2 separate regions of the Culex pipiens genome follow, and region 1 is linked to region 2. Evidence: chromatin contacts called from public Hi-C data. All regions are on one chromosome and are shown on one strand. Each heading gives the region's core, a stretch centred on a gene start, on an enhancer-like site or on the middle of the called end of the contact. The rest is flanking DNA. Distances are from core to core; before and after follow the strand shown. Region 1 holds the start of LOC120419842 (deoxyribose-phosphate aldolase). Region 2 holds the start of LOC120427330 (transducin beta-like protein 3).

The links. Hi-C and Micro-C count contacts between places; a contact is called where the count stands out from the background.
Region 1: a Hi-C map of embryo shows a contact between it and region 2, with 4 times the contacts expected there. The contact joins the promoter of LOC120419842 here to the promoter of LOC120427330 in region 2. A contact is called at or near these places in 2 of 3 Hi-C or Micro-C datasets (embryo and whole body).

Annotation. Positions count from the first base shown.
Region 1 is chr2:51,971,023-51,976,209 of TS_CPP_V2, forward strand. It overlaps LOC120419842 (deoxyribose-phosphate aldolase), which reads right to left and starts at 3,162. Exons shown (of 3, transcript XM_039582677.2): 1 at 3,002-3,162; 2 at 2,589-2,936; 3 at 1,892-2,535. The coding sequence starts at 3,029. The coding sequence ends at 1,973. It overlaps LOC120419843, which reads left to right. Exons shown (of 3, transcript XM_052707519.1): 2 at 815-1,617; 3 at 1,741-1,958. The coding sequence ends at 1,882. It overlaps LOC120419856 (putative ATPase N2B), which reads right to left. Exons shown (of 6, transcript XM_039582693.2): 4 at 5,118-5,187; 5 at 4,908-5,054; 6 at 4,389-4,844. The coding sequence ends at 4,602.
Region 2 is chr2:51,744,551-51,749,245 of TS_CPP_V2, forward strand. It overlaps LOC120427330 (transducin beta-like protein 3), which reads right to left and starts at 2,383. Exons shown (of 2, transcript XM_039592179.2): 1 at 2,243-2,383; 2 at 1-1,127. The coding sequence starts at 2,271. It overlaps LOC120427331 (transmembrane protein 186), which reads left to right and starts at 2,447. Exons shown (of 2, transcript XM_039592180.2): 1 at 2,447-2,927; 2 at 2,984-3,314. The coding sequence starts at 2,576. The coding sequence ends at 3,285.

The DNA.
Region 1 (5,187 bases), core at 1,912-4,411, 230 kb after region 2:
CATGTGACCAATATCTTGCGGTCGTATCACCGCGCGTGAACTCTAATTATTAACGCCCGCAGTAATATATCAATAAATAACAAAAAAAAACAACTTTGTTTTTTTTATGTTTATGTCAAAATTATTGAAATGAAAATAAAACCAAGCTAGAAGTAAAAAGCAGAAAAAAAACTATCCGGACGGAAATCTTCGGGTCGAAAATCAAAATCCTCAAAATTACTTTTTAAAACCTCATTAGAGTAGATTATATGGTATTTGTGTTATATGGCTGTTGATGGCCGATATTTAATTTCCAATGGTCGGTTGTTTTGCCTACAATCCGGATATCCTAGATCCCAGCTCAAATTCAAAGTGATACAGTTGAAACAAATAAGAATTTGATTGGTTCAGGACAAAAGCTCTGAGAAAATTTATAAGAATATACAAATTCGCACTTGTTAGATCCGTCAATGGCTAACCTTTTCGAAGGTTATCCACCAGATAAGAAACTTGTTTTATCAAAGCTGTAGAGGAAACACGGCGATGCTGCTCTTGAATAATAATTAATTTTGGGAGGATGAGCGGAAGCAGGCAAACTTGGTCAAGAACCGGCTGATTTATTGAAGCTTGTCGTCAACACGTTTTTTTACGCAGTTTATGATATTTACAAACAATCGCCCATGGACAAGCTCGTGATAGCCAACATAAAAGGTTTTACGATTTATGGTGCGAAATGATTAAAAGAATTAATGCGTTGGCAATTTGGTACCTCGAATAAATTAACAATAATTTGTATTTTATGTTAACATGGTTTCATTAATTTCTTCCCCTTTAGTTGGCGCTATGCCTGTCATGCGCCGTCCTTCAGTCGGGCGCGAACCCGATGAAGATCAGCAAACCCAAGGCGCTGATCACGAGCCGTTCGGACACGGTTGATTTGACCGTTCCGCCCGTCAAGGAACCTGCTGTGGCAGAAGCTGCCGCGACTCCAGTTGCATCCGCCAAACAACCCGCCACGCCGCACTACCTGATCCACGTGGTCCCGAAGGAGCAGGACGAGTTCGAACGTCTGATGGATTTTTTCGCAGTTGGGGAGATCGCTTCGCCAAGCGGGTCAGCAGCATCTCCCCAAACCAACTCATACGGTTCCTATGAGCCCCGACAGGACGATCTGACGGAGCCGCTGCTGCCGCCGCCGGTCGAGCAGTCCGAGCCGGATTACTACGCCGAGAAGCCAAAGAAGAGCAAGGGCAAGAAGTACGTGCCGAACCAGAAGCTGGTGAACATCAAGAGCGCCGAGAACATCGAGAAGATCGAGAACGAAAAGTCGCGGCTGAACAATCCGCATGCTGGTGAGATCGACGAGGCGTACTTCCTGGACGGACTTGATCTGGACAAGCTGCTCGCTTCGGCCTGGTTGACGGCCGCGGATGCCGATGCGGAAGCTACCTCGGGAAGGTCGCGCGAGCTGCACGCTGAGGAGCTGAACACCGGGGAGTTCTTCCCGAGCCAGCAGCGACGAGTGGACGAGAACACCCGGAGGTTGCCGAACGAACACGAAGGTGCCCGAGTTGATTATCAGTTGCACGGCCACAAAGGGCCGGACAGTTATGCGTTTGGATATGACACGGGTAGCGGGTAAATCTGGGCTGGTTTGACTAATGGCACGTTTGTGGTGGTTTGGTGGCAATGATATCTGTTTTTGTGTGTGTTTGTGACGAGTTAAGGATGTTTCTAATCGATCTCTTGTTTCGTTTTCAGGAAGAATCGGCAGTTTCACGTAGAGGAGCGTGACGACCACGGAAACGTGCGAGGTCGCTACGGATACTTTATGAAGAGCGGAAAGTTCCGAACTGTAAGCTACAGTTCGTCCCCTGAAAAGGGCTTTCGGATCGAGAGCTAAGAGTGTGCAATTTTTCTAGTTATTTATTGTTATTGTACAAATTTTTAATAAAAAGAAATAAAATTTCTCCAACCAACGTGTACGTACTTTTTACTTACGTAGCTGCTTGCTAAGGCTGTAATATTGCTTTTCGACATCGTCCAGCAGTCCGGACGCCCCAAAACGGAACAGTTCCGGGGTGAGCCACTGCTCTCCCAGAGTTTCCTTTATCATAATCATCCAAGCCACGGCATCCTTCACCGTACGAACTCCACCCGCAGGTTTCAAGCCAATCTTCTTTCCCGTCAACCTGTAAAACTCCTGAATGGCACGAATCATAACCAACCCAACTGGCAGCGTGGCATTCACAGCTTCCTTCCCCGTAGACGTTTTAATAAAGTCAGACCCCGCCATCATTGCCACCATCGACGCCTTGTACACATTCACCATGGTTCCGCACTCTCCAATACCAAGAATGGTCTTCAGATGCGCTTTGTCGCCGCAAGCTTCACGCATCTTGACGATCTCCTCGTACAGCTGGTTCCACTTGCCGTTCAGCACCAGGCTCCGATCAACTACGATATCAATCTCGGTCGCTCCTTGCTCGATGGCGTACGTAATCTCCGCGAGTCGCGAGTGCAGCGGATACTGTCCCGAAGGGAATCCGGTGGCCACTGGGAATTAAATTAAATGAGTATCTTTACTTCCAATCACACCAAGTACCTACCAGCGGCAATCTGAATCTGGTCCAGTCGCTTCAACGCCCCCAGCGCCCTGTACGCATCGCCAACCCGGCTCGGGTACACGCACACCGCCGCCGTATGAACCTGGCCATAGTCTTTGGGGTCTGCCAGTCGTTCGGGAAACGGATAGGCCGCCCTGAAGCAAAGCCGCTCGACGTTCGCTCGCGTATCGTCGCCGCTCAGCGTCGTCAAATCGGTCAGGCTTAGCGCCTTGAGTGTCCAGTGGAGCAGCTGAGCCGGCGATTGTCGCTTGATAAGTGTCGATGTCAGCAGGTCAACCGAGCGTTCCACGCTGCGTAGATTGACGTACACCTTTTCCAGCGGAATGGGGTCTTGGGAGGATAGATGGGATGGTTAGTTGGTTGATTTGTCTAGTTTCGAGGAGATCAAGACTTACCGAAAGGAATTACATTGTTAACAATCATGTTTGAGTTTGAGGTAGATTAGGTGTACTTAAAAGGAATGCTTAGTAACGTTGATTAAAGTGTTCAACACAGTGCAATTGATAACAAGATGCTACGGCTACAACTAGAGAGACAATTTAGAGAGAAATAAAAACAGCATACGTTTCAGTGGTGCCAGCTCAATTTTATTCAGCAAACAGTTTTGTTGAAAAAAAAACAAAATATGTAGAACGAGGGGTATACTTTCAGAGTTTGTACTGATTTCAATTGGAATTAATCTTTGAAATATTTCATACGTACGTTTTCCTCGGTGAGTTTTTTTATTGTTCATTTCAAAATGGGTTTAATACTTTTGCAATTCGACGTGATCGTGCTATCTTGTTGCACGTCGATTCTGGACCGAATTGAGTTAAGAACGCCATTTTGTGCAGCTTTCAATGCCTCACCTTTTGACCTTCACAGAAATTCGATTTCAATGTTTAGATATTCAATAAAAACCGAAAAAACTCTTCAAATGGAAAATGTTTCGATCTGATCGTGCTATCTTGACACACCCTGAAAATTGCTGTAAGTGCGACCACTGACCAAAGGGATTTTAGTCAGAACGCGTTTGACACACGTACATGCCCGACTACTGTAAACATTTGTAATTATAACTCGGGACTCCGGCAACCAAATTCAACCAAACTTCGGGATAAAATGGTCAGCCAAAGTCCCTTTGACAAAACTTTTTTTTCGTAAAATCGCGATAACTCTTGATGTTTATAAGCAAACCCCTTATGTCTATAAATCAAAATGTTTGTAATTGTCTGCTCTACAACTTTGTAGAACATTGTTATACTCTAAAAAATAACCCTGCAAAGTTAGAAAAAACACGAAATTTTAAAATGAAAAATTTTGTTTTAAATGAAAAAATGACCCTTCTGGGTCAATGTAGATTCGAAAAAAACATTAAATTTCCCATAAAATGACATGTTCCAAATTTTTTTACAGTCAAGTAACGGAAAATGGGAGAATTTTTAAAACATTTTTAGTGTTTTTTTCGATGAAAAATACGTTTTTTCGGAATTCTGAGTACGCCATCAAATCGGGCGTTTAATTTTACGTGAAAGTCCCTTTGACACAAAATTTCTATCTCATCACCGTTTCAGGCTGCAAATTATTGAAAAACACCTCTTTTTTCGCATGTTCAAAAATGGAAGGGGTCGTACCGCCCCTCCGTCACGAGATATCAAAAAACGGACCTCGGATTCGTGATCAGGGACAAAAGTTACCCCTTAGGACAAAGTTTCACGCAAATCGAAGAGGGGTCGGGGCAACTTTTCCCGATTTCGTGTGAGTTGGTAGAGAATTACCCATATATAAAATGCTGCTTCGCTCCAAGCACTGGCTGTGCTTTTATTTAATACTTCTCTCTTTACATTTCCTAAAATTTTAAATAAATATATTTACAGGACACTTAACTAACTAGTATTCGCGTTCTCCTAAAAACACGACAACCAAAGCGTATCGCGTAAAGCATCATTTCCGCTTCTACCCTAAACAAACATACTCTTTGTGCAGCAGCTTCCATTAAGTACCAGTCCTTCAGACTTAGCGATGCTTCTCCCACAGTGACCAATATTCCGCGGATTGCATCTCGGCCAGCCGCGACACGGTTCGCTCGAAAGCGAACGCCTCCTCGTCGCCGGTGAAGATGTTCGAGCTCGCATCCTGTGAATCCTTGGTGATCTTGAGGTCGTCCATCAACATCCGGTGCTCGTCCGAGGTGTGAATGTCGTCGGGCTTTTCGTTCGAAAAGAGGAACTTGTACGGAACGTCCGAGGAGACGACGAGCTGAAAGTAAATTTGTAGAGCTTATCTACGTTGATTTCAAGTTCATGGATTAGTGACACCCACCCGAACCCGGCTGTCGTACAGCGTGTCAATCAGCGTGATGAAGCGTCGTGTTTGCGATTTGAGTTTCAAGTTCAGCTGCGGAATATCCCTTATCAGTACGGTGTGGAAAAATTGCGTGATTTGAAGGTAGTCCGAAGCTCCGAGCGGCTGCAAGTTTACAAATACGGTAGAGAGTTGGGGAGAATGTCACATGGTACAAGTAGTGCTTACTCTATCACACAGCTCGTCGAATGTGCTGTCCAAAACTTGTCCGCAGGTCTTGGCGAATGATATGTTACGA
Region 2 (4,695 bases), core at 1,133-3,632:
AGTTCATGGTCGTGGTGTCGTACACTTTGAAATCGTTGCTGTTGGTGGCCATTCCGAGGAAGCGATCCTTCTTTCCAAACAGGATCAAATCCAAAATTTCATCGCTGAACCCGGACAGCTGCTTGAAGCAGTCGAACGTTTCCAGGTCGTGAATGATGATGTTGTGATCGGCACTGACCACGGCCAGTTGCGACGTCTGCCGGTTCAGCAGCATCTCCGTGATGGCGAGGCCACCTTCTTCCGCGGATTTGGTCACCAAGCTGTTGCTCTGCTTGAAGACGATCGCCGTCTCGGTCATCTCCCACACCTTGATCAAACCTTCCTCGCCAGCACAAGCCGCATAAATCTTACCCTTTTTCAGCTTCTGTCCGTTCACCCGAATACCATCAGGAAGTACAATCACGCTCTCCAAGCTCTCGTAAACCGGAATCGTCTTGACCGACTGCTGCGTTTCGTAATCCCACAGAACCAATATCTTGTCCCGCCCAGCCGAGACCAAAAACTTCCTATCGTTCGAGAACGACACCGCGGTCACCTTAGAAAAGTGCCCCGCGAACGTCTTCACCAACTCGCGCGTCTCGTAGTTCCAAGCATAAATCTTCACGTCATCCCCGGCCGCCAAAATAACCTTCCGCTCCTCGTCCGGATGAAACACCAGCAAACTAACAACCCCAACGCACCCGCGCAGTGTCCCCACGCAAACCTGCTGCATCGGGTCCCAAATGCGCACCGTAGTGTCCGTCCCGCCACTCGCCACCAGCTGATCCCCGGCGCTGAACGCCAACCGCGTCGTCGGTCCCTGGTGCAGCCCGCGCCACATCTTGACAACCTTCCTGCTCGCGACGTCCCACATCCGAAGCAGCCCCGATCGATGCGCTGAAACGACGTGCTCGCCACTGTTGGCCAGCGCGAATGTGTAGACCGAGTCTTCGGCGATTCCGTCGTTGTCGTCGCCGGCGCTGCTTGTTGAAGGATTTGCGCCGAAAATGACCGGTTCCGAGGACTCATCGCTGACGGAGATCAGATTGATGGCGCCCGAGTTTTGGCACAGCAGTTCCTGCCCGTTCGGGGACCACTGGACGGTGCCGCCGGTGTAGAACGCCTTGTACTGGTTCTGGACCTCGTAACTGTGGGAGCACAAAATTGAGGAGACGTTAAAACTAAATTGAAAATTGACAAATAAGAATCAAAATCTATACGCTCCAAGCGCATCAATTAATTTTTTTTAATGAATTATGTGTTTTTCAAACAGTCAGAGAATTATCAAATCTAGAGTATTTTTTTGATAAGGTCCTATAAGCTATTGTGTTTCATATGTTTATTGGACCTTTTCTAAAAAAAAATCAGAAATATGTTTACATAAAATTTAATAAAGAGCTTAAATTGAAAGGTCAAATTATATAATTAATTGAATTAAAAAAAAAACAGTAGATTCGCAAACGACAAAAAACCTAACAAAAAATATTTATAAAGTTATTTCATAAATATTTTGTACCAACACTAAAACACATTTTAAAGATCCATTTTTTAATTTAGCAAAAAGAATCACAAATGTTTAAATAGTGATAACGGTCATTTTACTGACAAATGATTCCAGAATTTCTATAAAGAAATGATTTTTTTTCTTGAGTTGTTACGTCTCTAAATTCGTTAAATGGCGAAAGTGACTCATTTGGTCTAAAAGGGCAAAATAAACGTTTATTTATTACTGTTTTATATGTAAATAATGTTTTGATTGGGAATGTCAAGATTAGAAATAATTCATGTTTTTCCTCTTTTATTTTAAGAAAAGCTTGTACATTGGAGGACAAAAACTTAATTTCTGCATATTTATGCTAAGGTATTTTTTTTTAATTTCCCCTGATTTTTGAGTAAATGTAAGTGTCAAAAACTTTGAATATATTAATATATCAACTTTTTTGAAAGGGTCTAATAAACAAAATTGTTATTTTTAGCGTTTTGGATGTTTTTGAATACATCTAACACAAAGCGGTTTCAAAAACGCCGAAAAAGCAAAAAAAACTGAAAAAGCATTACGCATTGCTTGGTTCAAAATGCATTGATTTTTTGAGAAAATAATTTTCCAGATAAAACTTTTTTTTGAAAAATAAACGTCTTTACTGGCGTCTCACTGTACCAAAACAAACGAGGATCAAAAGCAAAAACGGTACGCATTTTTTGAACGACTGTAACAGAGTAAAAACAGCAGTAAACTGTTGAAATATTTCTAAACTATACTTACACTTCCTTTAGCTTTATCTTGGCGCTCATTTTAACAACTTTTCCAACTTTTTACACCTCAAAAACTTAAAAAATTGCAACCAAACCGAACCGACAACGTTGGTCAACAAATCGCACGTGCGCTTTTAAAATGAGAACTGTCAAAAGTCAAACAGCTGATTATCTGACAGTTCCCTAGTTTGTTTTGAATCTAGTACCTCACTTTCATTGCATCATGCAAAATTTGTGTTGAAAATTCGCTCTGAAAATTTTCTGATTTTTCGTGAAATAACTTGAAGATATTTGATGGAAGTAGTTTGAAAAGTTCAAAGATTACCTAACAAAAGCCTTCAAAATGTTACAAGTGCTCCGAAGTTGCCCGCTGTCACGAATTTCACTCGCGCTCAAACCAACTTCATCGCCGGCATTTCGTTCCTCCCCTGGGCTACTGGTGCGACAATGCTCCACAAAATCATCACAACCAGCTGCGCCAGAAAAGGTTTCGCAAAATGAACCACCGTCGCACATTGAAGATTCCACCAAGTGGTACACCCTGTACCACTTCCGGGGAATCATGCTGACGGCGGCCTTCAAACGGTTGAAGCTGTATCCGGCGGGTCTCACGGCGGTAACGGTTCCCACCTGTTTGGCGCTGGCATACGCGGACATTTGCTCCGTTACGACGGCGCAAGTTTTCGGATCTGTTGGTGAGAAATCATACATCTTGATGAAACTTTAAAACTAAAATTTAACTTTCTTTCAGGCTTCACAACCACCCTGACCCTGCTGGCGTTCAGCTATTTCACGAACAATCTGGTCGGATACGTGTACACCGACGATGAGGGCAAGCAGGTGAAAATATCGTACGTGGATCCCGGCGGAAAGCGGCAGAATCGAATCTATCCGGTGGACAACATCGTGCCCCGGTCGGAGCTGCAGCGGACACTGCTGAAGTTTTACTTTCCCATCAAGAATCACGATGATGGCGAGGTGTACCGGATTGTGCACCGGTATGGGGAGGTTTACGATGAGAAAACTTTTACGAAGGTGTTTGGTAGGGAGTAATGTGGGTTTGTTGTGTAATAAACTTATTTTCTAGATCGAAGAAAAAAAAAATTGACTATAATCCGAAATATTAAACATTTAAAATACTAAGCATAGTTTGAAATATAGTAAATTTGTATTTGAAGGGCACAAACCGAAGTACCAACATAAATTACAATTTTTTTGTTTGAGGGTGTAAATAAATTTTTATAAATTTTGTGAACCCTCATCTTTTTACCTGTTAAATCTAGTACGATCCATTCTAGTACTTCATAAAAAATGACTTCATGTAAAATAACGCCTGAGAGTAACGTGTGACGAATGTGGAAAACGAACGGACCCACATAGAAAAATGGGCGGAAAACGGCCAAAAAGCGGGGACGTTTTGCCTGAAAGCGGGCCCGATTTTCAGCCCGTTTTTTCCCCTCGTTGTGGCCCATTGCGTGCCAGAATGCAACATTTAGGCGGGCGTTACGCATTTTGGCCGCTGTGTTACGCCCGTCTGTGGCACGCTTTTGGGCCCGTTTTGACCACGATAACGGGCCTATAAACGGGGGACTGACGTGCCGGAAACCGGGGGGATTCTCCTTCCTGTTTACTTCGGATTTCAAGTTTGGGCGATTAAATAAAATAGGGTGACAAATAAACACGACAGATTATTTTTTTATTTAAAAAAATATTGAATTAACAACAAACAACCTTAAACTAATTACCTAACTAGCTAAAAGATATAAGTTAGGTTAGTATGTTAACAGGACTTTAAATTGATTTTATTGGTAATTTGGTCAAATTTAGTTTTTTTTTTTTGAATTAAATATACTTTATTGAATCTTTCTTATAATAATTACATTTGGTTTACATAATAAGTGGTCAGCTGTGGCTCTTCAGCTTTAGTTTGCTTTTCGTGATTTAAACACTGTTCATTTTCATAACTTTAAAAGTATATGATTTATCATTTTTGTAACTCTAGGTACAATGAGGAAAAAAAAATGTTAAGAAAACATAACCTAACCTAAAACTAACTTAAACTTACAATAAACTAAACCAATCCTTGAATCAAGGGTCAAATTTAGTTTATTTTAGTTAGATTTACTTAAATTTAGTTATGTTCAGTTAAACTTAGTTAAATGTAGTTGAATTTAGTTAGATTTAGTTTAATTTAAATAGATTTAGTAAAATTTAGTTAAATTAAGTTACATTTAATTAAATTTAGTTTAATTTAGTTACATTTAGTCAAAATAAGTGAAATTTAGTTAGATTAAGTATAATTTACTCAAGTTTCGTAAAATTTCGCTAAAATTATTTCAATTAAGTTAAACTTAGAAAATTAAGTTAAATTAAGTTAAATTTAGTAAAATTTAGTTAAATTTAGTTAAATTTAATTAAATTTATTTAAATTTATTTAAATTATGTTAGATTTAATTAAATTTA